3 separate regions of the Mus musculus genome follow, and all the other regions are linked to region 2. The links are chromatin contacts, called in public promoter capture Hi-C maps. All regions are on one chromosome and are shown on one strand. Each heading gives the region's core, a stretch centred on a gene start, on an enhancer-like site or on the middle of the called end of the contact. The rest is flanking DNA. Distances are from core to core; before and after follow the strand shown. Region 1 overlaps Rab31 (RAB31, member RAS oncogene family). Region 2 overlaps Twsg1 (twisted gastrulation BMP signaling modulator 1). Region 3 overlaps Ankrd12 (ankyrin repeat domain 12).

The links. Capture Hi-C pulls out chosen DNA fragments and counts their contacts.
Region 1: a contact with region 2 is called in a promoter capture Hi-C map of adipose tissue. The contact joins two enhancer-like sites. A contact is called at or near these places in 1 of 484 Hi-C or Micro-C datasets (uterus) and 1 of 9 other capture datasets (adipose tissue).
Region 3: a contact with region 2 is called in a promoter capture Hi-C map of adipose tissue. The contact joins two enhancer-like sites. A contact is called at or near these places in 1 of 484 Hi-C or Micro-C datasets (Th1 cells) and 2 of 9 other capture datasets (adipose tissue and liver).

Annotation. Positions count from the first base shown.
Region 1 is chr17:65,714,763-65,719,838 of GRCm38.p6, forward strand. It overlaps Rab31 (RAB31, member RAS oncogene family), which reads right to left. Exons shown (of 7, transcript NM_133685.2): 3 at 2,720-2,801. Among named protein-coding and RNA genes, the nearest start is that of Rab31, 55 kb to the right of the region's middle. Within about 2 kb of position 3,074, at least 21 of the 459 cell types and tissues checked have an H3K27ac peak or open chromatin away from gene starts, as enhancers often do. A contact at or near this core is called in adipose tissue, where this site is marked.
Region 2 is chr17:65,930,472-65,934,950 of GRCm38.p6, forward strand. The region is part of intron 3 of Twsg1 (twisted gastrulation BMP signaling modulator 1); the gene reads right to left. Among named protein-coding and RNA genes, the nearest start is that of Twsg1, 18 kb to the right of the region's middle. Within about 2 kb of position 1,475, at least 132 of the 459 cell types and tissues checked have an H3K27ac peak or open chromatin away from gene starts, as enhancers often do. A contact at or near this core is called in adipose tissue, where this site is marked.
Region 3 is chr17:66,059,592-66,064,471 of GRCm38.p6, forward strand. The region is part of intron 1 of Ankrd12 (ankyrin repeat domain 12); the gene reads right to left. Among named protein-coding and RNA genes, the nearest start is that of Ankrd12, 15 kb to the right of the region's middle. Within about 2 kb of position 1,865, at least 19 of the 459 cell types and tissues checked have an H3K27ac peak or open chromatin away from gene starts, as enhancers often do. A contact at or near this core is called in adipose tissue, where this site is marked.

The DNA.
Region 1 (5,076 bases), core at 1,824-4,323, 210 kb before region 2:
CGACGACAACAACAACAACAACATTACTACAGGACAGGAAATTCTCCAACTCTTAAAACATTCTTTAAGGGGCTTGGAGAGATGGCTCAGTAGTTAAGAGCATTGACTGCTCTTCCAAAGGTCCTGAGTTCAAATCCCAGCAACCACATGGTGGCTCACAACCATCTGTAATGAGATCTGATGCCCTCTTCTGGGGTGTCTGAAGACAGCTACAGTGCACTTATATATAATAAATAAACAAACAAATAAATAAATAAATAAATAAATAACGTTCTTTAAAATGCTTTAACCTAAAAATATTGGAACTCTGGTTTTAAAGGGAGGGCTTCTGTAGGATGAATATTACATGAGCATTTATAAAAATCAGATGGAGTCAAGGATTATTCTTCCATTCAGTGACTTGAATAGTCTAAGTTTTCCTGGTTAGTTTCTCTGGTCAACTTGAAACAAGCTAGAGTCATTTGGGAAAAGGGAACGTCAACTGAGAAAACTCAGATTGGGCTATGGAAGCATTTTCTTGATTAATGATCTGTATGGGAGGGCCCAGCCCACTGTGGGCGGTGCTGCCCCTAGGCTAGGTTCTGGGTTGTTTGAGAAAGCAGGACGAGCATCTGCTTTCCCGACCCAGGCAGATTCTACACGTTTTTTTCTCCAGGGTCTAGAGATGCAATGAGTCTACCTGACCTTTCTGACCCTCCAGATTCAGCCCAGGTCCCACATCTAGTGCCCTAACTCAGTCTGGCCTCACTGCCCTCACCTTGGTCAATCTTAGACCAGGCCTTTCCCATACCACATCCAACCTCCCCTCCCATCAAGGCAGATAGACCTCCACAGGCAGGGTCCGGCCCAGGATGCATATCTACCACTCTAGCCTAACCCTCTAGCTACCAGGTCTCATTCCATCTAAGCCATTTCCAACGTCTAAGCAACCAGCCCACACAGCCTCTGTCCCAACCTTGCAGGCAGAAGAAAAAGTAGAAGATCTGAACCAAATAAGCAAGGAATATGAAAAAGTAATAATAATAATAATAATAATAATAATAATAATAATCAGAAAAGGAACATTCAGGAAGCATGGGACTTCATGCAAAAACAAAACCTTCAGATTATGGGCATAGATGAGGGCTCAGAATCCCAACTCAATCCCAACCAGGCATTGTGTTCTATAATGTGGGAGGTCTGGGGGAGACCTCAGTGGGCCCATGTTGAGGTGTTCCCCTAAGTACAATACACTTTAGAAACATGGCCCAGAGGCTGTTGGGCTGGAACTGATCTGAAAGCAAACAACAGGCCCTCTCAACTAAGATGCCCAGGGGCCACAACAGCCAGCATAGCACGGTGACTCTAGAGGTGGTGCACACACCTGGCCAGCAACCCACAGCTCTCTGATTGGACTTAAGACCCACTCAAGAAGAGGGAGACCAAGCCTCGTTCTGGAAACCTAGCCAGGTACCCAGGGCTAGAGAAGTCCTGGATTGTGGCAGAGAACCCATTGTCAAGGGCTGGGCTTGAGGATCCAAGGCTTCCCCGACGAGACCGTGGTGTATGGAGAAGGAAAACAGCTCCCTCCCTGAAACCGGGAACATTTTTGGGGTGAGCACCGTGAGGCGGCTTAGGCTTCAGATCCTGAGACTCCAACACTTCCCACAATATGGGGTTATGGTTCTAAGCCCCGAGGCTGCTGTGTGCACTCCATCTGCAATGCTCTTGGGATGCTGCTGTGTTCCCCTTGTGTAACACTTTGCTAAGTTTCTTGCTGACTTTGTCCCATTGTATGATAATTTCTCCTGATTTTGACCATTTTGTTTTGTTTTTGTTTTTCAACCCCAGAAAGTAATATATAAGATACTGTACTTCCTACTAGCCTGCTTTTAAGAGCCACGAGCTTATTCAAAACCTCCTTATCTCAAACTTTCCTATCTTTAAAAAAAAAAGACATTTATTTATTATATGTAAGTACACTGTAGCTGTCATCAGACACTCCAGAAGAGGGCATCAGATCTTGTTACAGATGGTTGTGAGCCACCATGTGGTTGCTGGGATTTGAACTCAGGACTTTGGAAGAGCAGTTGGTGCTCTTAACCACTGAGCCATCTCTCCAGCCCCTTTCCTATCTTCTTTATCGTCTCATTTCCTGGCCACCTCTCACTTAGGACCCTGTCACTGAAGAACAACGTGCTGCTCTGGCTCAATCACCACTTTATTAAGCCAGCATAATTCCTATTACATTTTTGATATTTGTTACTTTGATACTCATAGTTAAGTACAGTCCTCACCCCTCATCTACGAAGCAGATGGAGGCCATGACAGAAAACTACAGCCAACGAAAATGCAGAATCTGTATTTTTCTGTAAAGCAATCTTGGTTTCAATACCAACTTCTAGAAATACCATGCTTATTCAAATTTAAGTGAGAAGCAAAGTTTTGTTTAAAATGACCTATTTGCTTTTTATTTCTTGGACTGTATCACCTAGCAGTTGTTTTCAGATGGTGAAATAAACCTTTCATGTGTGTGTGTGTGTGAGTGCGTGTGTGTGCACGTGTGTGTATGTATTTGTGTGTGTGCATGCATGTGTGTGTGTGTGTGCACTTGTGTGTATGTATATGTGTGTGCGTGCACGTGTGTGTATGTATATGTGTGTGTACATGCATGTGTGTATATTAATGCAGAAGCTGGCTCCATTTTGTCCCTAGAAAGCCAGAAGTAGCATGTACTTACCCGCTCCTGGCCAGCGGTGTCCCAGATGAGGAATTTGTGAAGTTCATTTCCACAAGGCACGGTTTTGGTCATGAAAGATGCCCTGAAAAGAGAGTCAACCATTCTGCATCATCGAAACTCCACAGACTTAGGAGCCTCAGTTCCTGTTATTATGCCTCAAAATGACCCTAAGAACCCTTGTCCCTAAACAAGAAGTAATGAGAGAGAGGCCACTGCAGATAAAAGGTCTGTATTTTATATAATCCAGCTGAAGTTTCAAAACGAAACAAAACAAAATGTGTGTGCAGGGGTGGTTCTGATGCTGTCCCGTTCCCAGTGGGTTCTTGATCTGTCAGTCAAGAAGTCATGGGCCAATTGCTGGGCAGAAGGAATAGGCAGGACTCCCTGGAGGAAAAGAGACAGATGCAAGGGAGGAGTTCACCATGCTTCAGAGAGAGAAAAGCCAAGAAGCCATGTGAGATCGAGGGAGGAGTGGCAGCCTGTGTGTCTGTCAGGGATGTTAACAGGGACTAGATGTAACTGATCAACTAAAGTTTAGGGCAGGTGGGAGGTACAGAGCTAAGAATACTGATAAGGGCACACTTTTCCAGACGGGAGATAGCAGCACCCAGCAATTGTGTCAGAAGGCTAGTTGAAAATGAGCAACCTGTGTGTGTCTGTGTGTCTTTTATCCATGGATTCACAGGAAGCTGGGTCAGGGCTGGTAGTGCTGCTAGTTCCTGGAGCTAAGGTGGGGTAGTGGAAGCTTCATGAAAGTGTGTAGACTGGAGGGATGGCTCAAAGGTTAAGAGTACCGAAGGCACTTGCAGAGGACCTTAGTTTGGGCCCCAGCATTCACACAGGAGCTCACAGCCATCTGTAACTTCATTTCCAAGGGATCCAATACCTTCTTCTGGCTTCCTTAGGCACTGCACTTACGTATTGTGCATAAGTACATGCAAACAAAATACTCATGCCCATAAAATAAATAAACATAATAAAAGAAAATGCATGTAGAAACAGAGTCAATTGTCCTAGAGTAATAGTCTCTGGGTATCAGGGAAATGTTGAATGTCTAGCCTTAGATATTAAAGCCTTACTATTAAAACAAGTATGAGGAAAAAAATGTCTTATCACTTTAAGACTTTGACTTCAAAACAGTATGAAAAGAAAGCTGTCTTACCATAGTCCCTGTGCTGACATTCAATACCAGCAGCAAGTAATGGAAGAATAGATCTAAATCTCAACCTATCTGCATCAATGTAGGGATTGCCTAAGTCAAGGTTTGCATTGCTATGATGAAATACCAACCAAAGCAAGGGTTTACTGGCTTACATTTCCACATCGCTGTTCAGCATTGGAGGAAGTCTGGACAGGAAGTCAAACTGGACAGGAACTTGGAGGCAGAAGCTGATGCAGAGGCCATGAAGGGGTGCTGCTTACTGGCTTGCTCCCCATAGCTTGCTCAGCCTGCTTTCTTATAGAACCCAGGACAGAGATCGCACCACCCACAATGGTCTGGGCCCTCCCACATCCATCACTAATTAAGAAAATGTCCAACAGTCTTGCCTATAGTCCTATTTTATGGAGCAATGTTCACAATCGAGGTTCTCTCTCCTGAGATGACTTTAGCCTGTGTCAAGTTGACACAGAATATCCAGCAGAGGGATAAAAAACAAAACACACGTATGCTTCTATCACAAAGGAGGGACTTCAAGGCATGAGTCAGAAACTACTGGCTATCCTTATCTACCTATTTTCTCTGAATAAGCATTTATTTTCTTAGTGCTCATAAAGGGGTAAAAACCAAATACACAGAATATTTAATAATTTAATAGACTTTCTTCTATGGGCTAAAGTATCTCATTCATTTAAAAACAACAACAACAAAAACAACCAAAAAACAGTGGGCTGGAGAGATGGCTCAGTGGTTAAGAACACTGACTGCTCTTCCAGAGGTCCTGAGTTCAATTCCCAGCAACCACATGGTGGCTCACAACCATCTGTAATGGGGATCCAATGCCCTCTTCTGGTGTGTCTGAAGATAGCAACAGTGTACTCACATACATGAAATAAATAAATAAATCTTTAAAAAATAAAACAGAAAAGAAAAAAAATTAGGTCTATAGAAAGTTATACAAGAACATAGCATCCACCATGGAACACTGAGTAGACTCATAACACAGTGTGTGCCACCAAGCCTGAAACCCTGAGTTTGACCCTCAGGACCCACAGGATAGAAGGAGAGAATCAACTCCTTCAAGTTGTCCTCTGACCTCCACGTGTGCACTGTGCTGTGTGTGCAAGCATCACCCTCCCCCAGTAAATACTCTTCTGTAATATAGTAAAACAAGTTTCACAAGATCACAACTTCTGTG
Region 2 (4,479 bases), core at 225-2,724:
CACACACACACACACACACACACGCACGCACACACACACACGCACGCACACACACAGTGGGAGACAGTTCACATCAAAACATAGCCCAAGGATGATCTTCAACGCCCAACCCTCCTATCCCTAACCTCTGTGCTGAGATTACAGATGTGTAAGACAACATCTGGCTTTATTTAGTTCTGGGGATTAAGTCTTGTGTATACTGTGTATACTGGTAGGCACTCCTTGTCTACTATACTTTAAAAACAGTCATGCTTCACACTTTAGTATCGATCATCTCTAATATGGAGCTTTGTGTCTTCCCTGGAGTAAAAGTTTGAAAAGTTAAGCCAAAATTTGTAAATTCTTTAAATTTTATAAATCAATCAATTCATTCTCTCTCTCTCTCTCTCTCTCTCTCTCTCCCTCCCTCCCTCCCTCCTTCCCTCCCTCCCTCTTCCCATCTTTATTTTTTACATATTCTTACAGAATTTGGCAAGAGCTGAGTAGAATAACATGTATCTCTCATAAAATTTAACTTAACAATTTAGATTATACGGCAGCATCACAGATTCGATGATCAAGTAAGAACACTTTACTCTCAGTGAGGAAACAGGCCCAAATCAAGTCAATGTCTTGTCTGCTATTACATAATCTAGGAACAGGGCCAGTATCATGACTCAACGCTCTCATGTTCACTGTCGCAATTACCATATGCTACAAGTAAGCCTCAAGTGCAGCGGACAGCCAGTGCTGCTTAGCAGACTGTTCAACACACACGCAAGTCTTCTGTCAGATTCTGTGGCAAAAGGAACCAGTAACCAGAGAAGACAGGGGGAATGCCTGAGTTCAAAGGTCAGACTTAAAACTCCAGTGCTTATCATCAAAGGGATCATTACATTACAGAAAATGCAGTGTTGTACATTTATAAACCTAGGCAGGTTTGTAATTTACATGGTGACCATTAAAGCCAGGACATGGAGGGGAACTGTAGGTAAGGTGGGGCACAGAAGCTGCCTCTTGGAAACAACCATGAACAAAGAGTCAGGTGACAAAGGACAGATTTTACTCTGGGAAGAGAAAGAGATGGAAACAGTCAGGACCCACAAAGGTGACAAGACAGCTAAGAGGCACAGAGGGACAGAACTGACACAGGACAGTTAGGGACAGCTGGCAACTGCATCTCTGGCACCTAGGATGGGAAGGAGTAGAATGGAAAGCCCAACACACTCTCTTAGGGCAGCTGGCTTCCTCCAGTCTGAGGGGGATGGGCGACAGAGCCTGAGGGTGGGCTGCTTCAGGAAGGATGCCCGTCACCAGAGCATAGGGATCATGAAAAGGAGAGGCAGCTTCCGCCACAGAGCCACAGCTGCTCAACACAAGAGACTGAGGCAGCCGAGATGACAAAGAACTGAACATCCACTCCACAGGCCTGGATCAAAAGCAGTAGCGTGAGGGAGCAGCAGTGACCCGATGAGAAGTGAGGCACGAGAACAGAGAGTTTCAACATCTAAAACCCAGCCAACGTGCAAATAAAAACCTCACATAATTCCAACACAAATACACTGGAAAGCATCGCCAACAAACCACTAAGTCAGACAAAAGAATGAGTGTTAGGGATGGAGGTCAAGGGTGACAAAATGTTGGGCATCAAAGTATCAATAAAGGAAAAACTATTGCTTACTGCTCCTTGTGTGTGTTTGTGTGTTCTGAGACAGGGTCTCTATACAGTACAGACTTGCCTTGAATTCACCATGTAGCCCAAGCTGGCCTCAGATTTGTGGCTATCCTCCTGTCTCAGTCTCCCAAGTGCTAGGATTACAGCATATGCCACCATGGTCAGTTAGAATGATATATTTCAAGTCCTGAGAGTAAGACTGTTAAACCCAGCAAGCTCATCCTTTTAAGTGAAGAAATAAAACAGTGTAGGACAAGGATGAACTAAAAACGGCTCATGACCACTAAGCTGTTGTTAGTTAAAGGAATTCTACGTCCACTTTACATCGGTACCGCCACCCATTCATCTGTGACAGACACCTGTGCTCCGTCCACACGTGAGCTCTGCGACAGTAGCCTGACACACATGTACGTCTGTACTACTAAGCTTAGGATTGTTGAACATAGAACAAAGCTTCAACATTTCTTGAGGAAAATATACTCTCAAACTTGTGCTTCAGAGTCTGAAGGCCTAGTTCCTCCTCACAGGAGAGCTCAGAGCCTTTCCTCACTGCCTCGGCCAGGGATGTCTGTCTCCCATGTCCCCTGTGTGGCTGTTTTCCAATGGTTCTTAACTGAACTCTCAGTTAAACCTGCTATTTTTCTTCAATCCGTGTTTTTCTCTTTGTTTTTCTGCCCTATTTATGTTTCGTTGGTCTTCTATTATAGCTTTTATTTTTCTCTCCAATGCGGAATGTAAATTTTCTTTTTAAAAAGACATCAAGTCTGGGAGTGCTGGCACACACCTTTGAGCCCAGCATTCAGAGGCAGAGGCAGGCGGATCTCTGTGAATTTCAAGCCAACCTGGTCACCACAGAGAGTTCCAGGTCATTGTGGTCTACACAGTGAGACCCTGCCTAATAAGGGACAAAGTCAGGAGAGGACCAGCATGAGTGGGGAGGGCAAGAGAGGATGCAGAGGTGGTAACCATGGTAACAGCACTCTGCAACCATCTATGGGAATCTCACGGTGGAGCTCCAGCCTTCGCTCACTTACTATATGAGGAGAAGAAAACTTAGTTCTTACATGGCTACAAACAAGTGGCCCAGTGACCCAGTGGTCCTGATGAACACCGAGGGCAGTTGGTGTGTGCTGTGTTTCTGCACTGTGCACCTGCCTGCCCTCTCCATCCCTCCTGTCTGTGCGCCCCTTCCCTAACACTCGTTCTTACTGTGAACGCACAGGGTCCTACCTCAGCCTTCCAGGATCATCACACCCAGGCATTATTTTTTTTCTAAAATCTTCTAGAATCTTCTTTAACTTGAAAGCTAATAAATTTTTATAGAGGATTATCTACAGGTAAATAAGTCTTTCTTAAAGTTGCTCAGCATTCTATGAAGTCTTTCAAGAACCCCTCACTCCAGAACTGGGACGTTTTCTTCTATTATTGTTTGACTTTAAAATTTTATTTATTTATTTATGTTTATTTATTTAGAGACAGTTTTCTTTGTATAACAGTCCTGGGTATCCTGGACCTTGCTTTGTAGATCAGGCTGGCCTCAAACTCAGACAGATCTGCCTAACTGCCTCCTGAGTGCTGGGATTAAAGGTGTGCTTCAACCACACCTAGCTGACTTTCTCCCCACCCGTCTATTTTAAATCTTTCTTTCCTTGAGTATCCTGTAATATTTTCAATCTGTTTGTTTTATAGTTCATGATATTCTAATGTTTATATTTATTTTATCATTTTATGTGTATGGGTGTTTTACCTGCATTCATAGCTGTGATATCGATGCACCCTGTGCATGCAGTGCCAATGGAGGCCTGAAGAGGGCACTGGATCCCCTGCAACTGGAGTTATAGACTGCTGTGAGCCATCAATGGAGGTGTAGAACTGAACCTGGGTCCTCAAAGTGAAGCCAGTGCTCTTCACCACTGAGCCATGTCTCCAGCCCCAAATACTGACATTAATTTCAACATTTGTTGGAACTCCATAGATTGAAATGGACCAAAAAACTTCTGGTGGTTCACTGCAGTTTCTTGCTGCTTCCACGGACTCGGGCTGGCTGGATGCACGCGCTGAGGCAAGCCACATGGAGGACACCTGATGTTTGGAGGGCATAAATAGGACTCCACAGAGTGATGGAGACAGAGCTTGGCTTGCTGGTATAGCTAGCTGTGCAACCTTTGTGGGTCTCACATCTTTGCTGATCTTCGCTTCCCTGAGAGAGGCACAGCCAAGAACTTCTGGTGACCCTTTGGGTCCCTCCTGTTGACATGTACGGAGGCAGAGGCCTGGCTATCTATTAGGTTGTGCCATTGTTGTTGCTATCCTGACTCTACTGAACTGGACTACTGGTGTATCAGTGAATTGTTTGCAAGTGGACCAAGCTGTTGCTGCTAATCTGTGAACTGAACTGAACTGCAGATTTTCAGACAACACAGGCGGGAGTTGCTCTAAAGAACCTTTCTAAACAGGTCCACCTCCCCTGTATCTTTTCTTTCCCACTACCTCTGGTGGGTGGTGGGCTAACAGGGAGGTTGAAGCATTTAAGAACCATCATTAAAAATAAGGTTTGAAAAACCTAAAGTTATACTATGATTTCTCTACACTCTGCTCTCAAGAAGTCTTTTAAGACTATTGTGTAAACAGTCTTTATCTCAGGATTTGAAAATTCAATGGGTATAGTAAAAAAATTCTGTAAAATCTGTAGCAAAATTTGGCTTAAACCTTTTAACAAAAAGGTTTATACTTCAAAACCTATTTATAGGTAATTTTAATTTGCTACAACATAACTCTATATGTGATATAACTTTTGTTTAGGATATATTGTAAATGTAACTTGG
Region 3 (4,880 bases), core at 615-3,114, 130 kb after region 2:
GGATGTGAAGAAAGAGGAACACTCCTCCATTGCTGGTGGGATTGCAAGCTGGTACAACCACTTGGGAAATCAGTTTGGTGGTTCCTCAGAAAATTGGACAAAGTACTCCTGAGGACCCAGCTATACCACTCCTGGGCATATACCCAAAAGATGCTCCAACTTGTAATAAGGACACATACTCCACTATGTTCATAGCAGCCTTATTTATAATAGCCAGAAGCTGGGAAGAACCCAGATGTCCCTCAACAGAAGATTGGATACAGAAAATGTGGTACAGAATGGAGTACTACTCAACTATTAAAAACAATGAATTTATGAAATTCTTGGGCAAATGGATGGTTCTGGAGGATATCATCCTGAGTGAGGTAACCCAATCACAAAAGAACACACATGATATGCACTCAAGCCCAGAAGCTCGGAATAACCAAGATACAATTCATGAAACACATGAAACTCAAGAAGAAGGAAGACCAGTGCGTGGATACTTCGTTCCTTTTTTGTTTGTTTGTTTGTTTGTTTTTTTGTTTTTTTCGAGACGGGGTTTTTCTGTGTAGCCCTGGCTGTCCTGGCACTCACTTTGTAGACCAGACTGGCCTCGAACTCAGAAATCTGTCTGCCTCTGCCTCCCGAGTGCTGGGATTAAAGGCATGCGCCACCATGCCCGGCCTACTTCGTTCCTTCTTAGAATGGGGAACAAAACACCCATGGAAGGAGTTACAAAGTGTGGAGCAGAGACTGAAGGAAGGACCATCCAGAGACTGCCCCACCTGGGGATACATCCCATAAACAACCATCAAAACCAGACACTATTTTGGATGCCAACAAGAGCCTGCTGATAGGAGCCTGATATAACTGTCTCCTGTGAGGCTGTGCTAGTGCCTGACAAATACAGAAGTGGATGCTCACAGCCATCCATTGGACTGAGCACAGAGGAAAGGAGCTAGAGAAAGTACCCAAGAAGCTGAAGGGGTTTGTAGCCCCATGGGAGGAACAACAATATGAACTAACCAGTACCCCCAGAGCTCCCTGGGACTAAACCACCAACCAAAGAAAACACATGGTGGGACTCATGCTCTAGCTGCATATGTAGCAGAGGATGGCCTAGTTGGTCATCAATGGGAGGAGAGGCCCTAGGTCCTGTGAAGGTTCTATGCCCCAGTATAGGGGAATTGCCAGGGTCAGGAGGTGGGGGTGAGCAAGGGTGTGGGGAATAGGGGGTTTTAGGAGGGGAAACCCAGAAGGGGGAATAACATTTGAAATGTAAATAAAGAAAGTATCTAATAAAAAAAGAAAAGAATTAGGGGAGCACTGATGGATCTGGAGGGGTGCAGGGCACCATAAGACGACCTACAAAGTCAACTAACCTTGGCCCATGGGGTCTTACAGAGACTAAACCACCAACCAAAGAGCATGCATGGGCTGGACTTAGGTCCCCTGCACGTATGCAGCAAATGTACCGCTTGGTCTTCATGTGGGTCCCCTAATAATTGGAGGGGGGCCGTTGCTTGCCTTCGGGTCCCTTTCCTCTAGGTGGGCTACCTTGTCTGGCCTCAGTGGGAAAGGATGCCTCTAGTCCTGCTGCAACTTCATGTGCCAGGTTGGTACTCTCAGAAGGGGAGGTATATTAGGGGGAGAGGGTTTGTGAGGATAGGACTGAGAGGAGAGGGGGGCAGGGTGGGGGGCTGCGATTGGGATGTGAAGTAAGTAAATAAAATAATGGGAAAAAGTGTTGGTATAGATGACTTGCCAAAGCAAGTTTAAGTTCACTAATGCTCTTTTTGCCCTAACAGATTCTAAAATTGCTGCAACCCCCACAATCCAGTAGAGGGCTGCAGTAGCTCAAAAGGAAATGGTACCTTCCCCTCCATTCTTGGCAAAAGAAAGTAAAGAAAAATCACCAAGGCTCAAAGTATCTGGTATCAACTCCAGTCACTTTTCCACTGACAGAGGAAAAAGCTTAGATTCCAGAAGAGGTGGAGCACAACCTCCAAATCCTAAAAGCAACTCTCGCCCGTTCTCCTTTTACAAACCAGTAGGCTCCCGAAGGTAAAAGAAAGTCTCAGTAACACATAGTTACGAGGAGGGAAAGATCACTCCAAATGCCTCCGCCTTCTCTGCTGCCTCACAGACCCACTACACAACGCTACCAGACCAACCTTAAAATGATCCTTTTGTTAGGAGGCTCTCAGTCTAACGTTATCAAATCTCCTCTGCATACCCAACAGAGTGGAAGTAAAACATTCATTAAATTTCAAAGTAAATCCCAGTACTCTGGAGACAGGCAGTGGATCTCTTCCATTTAAGCCTAGCCTGTATACACAGCAAGTCCCAGGCCATCCAGGCAGGACTACATAGTGAGAACAGCTCAAAAGAAAAATAAAAACACTTTTTCAAAGTAAATTTTTCGGTCACGTTTGCAATCTTAACATGTTCCCTGGCCAGAAATTGTTAACTGCTATATACAATGCACAACAGAGTCAGTAGGAGAAGAGTGAAGAATTCATTACAGAAGGTAGAGATACACTGGGAATACACTTTAAAAGGAGACTCCCAGCAAGTCAGAGGAAAAGACAAGCGACTGTTGGAAAACTACATGCAGAGATGGAGATAAAATTACCTCTGGGGAGTACATCCAGAGCTGAAGCTGAATTTGAAATGTTCAGCCTTACATTTAGTATTCTATTTTCTGTACCATTTAAATCACTTAAGGAGATTTCAATTTTTCTAAGTGATTTATTTTTTTAATATGCATTAGTGTTTTGCTTGTACATATATCTGTGTTGAGAGTGTTGGATCCCCTGGAACTGGAGTTATAGACAGTTGTGAGCTGCGATGTGTGTGCTGGGAACTGAACCAGGGTCCTCTGGAAGAGCAGTCAGTGCTCTTAACTTCTGAGCTATCTCTCCCGCCCTGAGATTTCTTTTTTTTTTTTTAATTATTTTGTATTCATTCATTCATTCATTCATTCATTCATTTGGGGCAAGATCTCACTGTATAGCCCTGGCTGATCTAGAACTTACTATGTAGACCAGATTGGACCTGAATTCACAAGAGGTCTGTCATCCTCGGCCTTATGAGTATTAAAGGTGTGCACTACCACGTCGAGCTCTAAGAGTAGTCATTTCTATGTGTGTGGCTGTCTTGCCTGCAAGCATGTGTATGCGTCACTTTTGTGGAACAGCCGGAAGAAGCCATCAAGGCTGCAGGACTGTAACTGTACATGGTGTTAGCAGCCATGTGAGAACCAGGAACTAAAATCAGGTCTTCGGAAAGAACACGTGCTCTTAAGGATCTTTCCAGGCCTAGTTTTCTTCTTGTTTTTTAAACAGGCTGTTTAATGGTCTTCTCTCCCATTCTTTACCAAAGTACATTATTACAGCCTATCTGTTTTAAACATATCATACTACTTATGAATTATCCTTATTATATTCTAAATATTGCTCACAGTTTATTCCTTTACAAAACTCAATGGCACAGGGCAGGAAAGATGGCTTAGCAGTTAAGAGCATTGGCTGGTCTTCCAGAGGACCTGGGTTCCTATCACCCACATGGTGGCTCACAACTGTCTGTAACTCCAATTCCAGTGAGACCCTCATTCAGACAGACAAGTAGGCAAAACACCAATGTACATAAAATAAAAGGAAATATATTTTTCAAAGTCGTTGTCACTTTAAAAGAATTCTTTAAAAGTAAACACACGCCAGGCGCGGTGGTATTTGGGAGGCAGAGGCCGGCGGATTTCTGAATTCGAGGCCAGTCTGGTCTACAGAGTGAGTTCCAGGACAGCCAGGGTTACACAGAGAAACCCTGTCTCGAAAAACCAAAAAAAAAAAAAAAGTAACACACACTTGGGCCAGCAAGATGGGTCAGTGGGCAAAGAACTTGGCCTTGAAAGTCTGCACCTATGTTAGAACCCTAGGGGTAAAGCTAGGAAGAGTGATCTGACTTCATAGGCTTCTGTCTTCAGAACTCAACGTGTGTATGTGTGTGCGCGCGTGTGACACATGCGCACATACATCATGTATATAATTAAAAACATAAAGTGTATACCTTCACTTTGATGACAAATGTACTTATAAAAATTAGAAAATGGGAGAGGGTACTCAAAATCAAATAGACTGTGATACAAGGTGATTTTTACAATGCAGAGCAGAATCTTTATATAGTTAGTGGATATTTAAGTACAGTACAGATAGGACTATGGAAATCAGTATCAAAAAACTCTAAAAGTAAGGTTGGCGTCGATAGCACAGTTGGTAGAATACTTGCCTAAGCCCTGAGTTCAGTTCCCAGGACTGATTAACTGTACATGCCTAGAACCCCAGCCTTTAGCAGGTAGATACAGGGGGGTCAGAAGGTCAAGGTCATCCTTAAGGCCAGTTAAAAGTACATCTTAGAGTCACCACAGGGACAGAGGTAAACACGGTAATCCCGACCTTCAGAAGGCAGAGGTTCCGAGAATTACTGCAAATTCAATGTCAGTCTGACCCACACAGTGGAGTTCCAGGCCAGCTAGGGCTACATAAAAACTTACCACCACTCCTAGGTCTAAGTCTGAATGAATCTAGACCAGCATACAACAGACATACTGCCATATTACGGAATCAACTGGTAAAGAAAACATACTAAATATAATTGTTTGTTTTCAAGACAAGATTTCTCTGTATTGCCCTGGCTGTCCTGGAACTCACTTTGTAGACCAGGGTGGCCTTGAACTCAGAAATCCGCCTGCCTCTGCCTCCCAAGTGCTAGGATTAAAGGCACGCGCCATCACTGCCTGGCTTTTGTTTTTGTTTTTCGAGAAATATAATTGTTTTATTCATTATGTATTACTGTATATGTATAATTTTATTCTGTCATAAAGAAGACTGAAATTATGT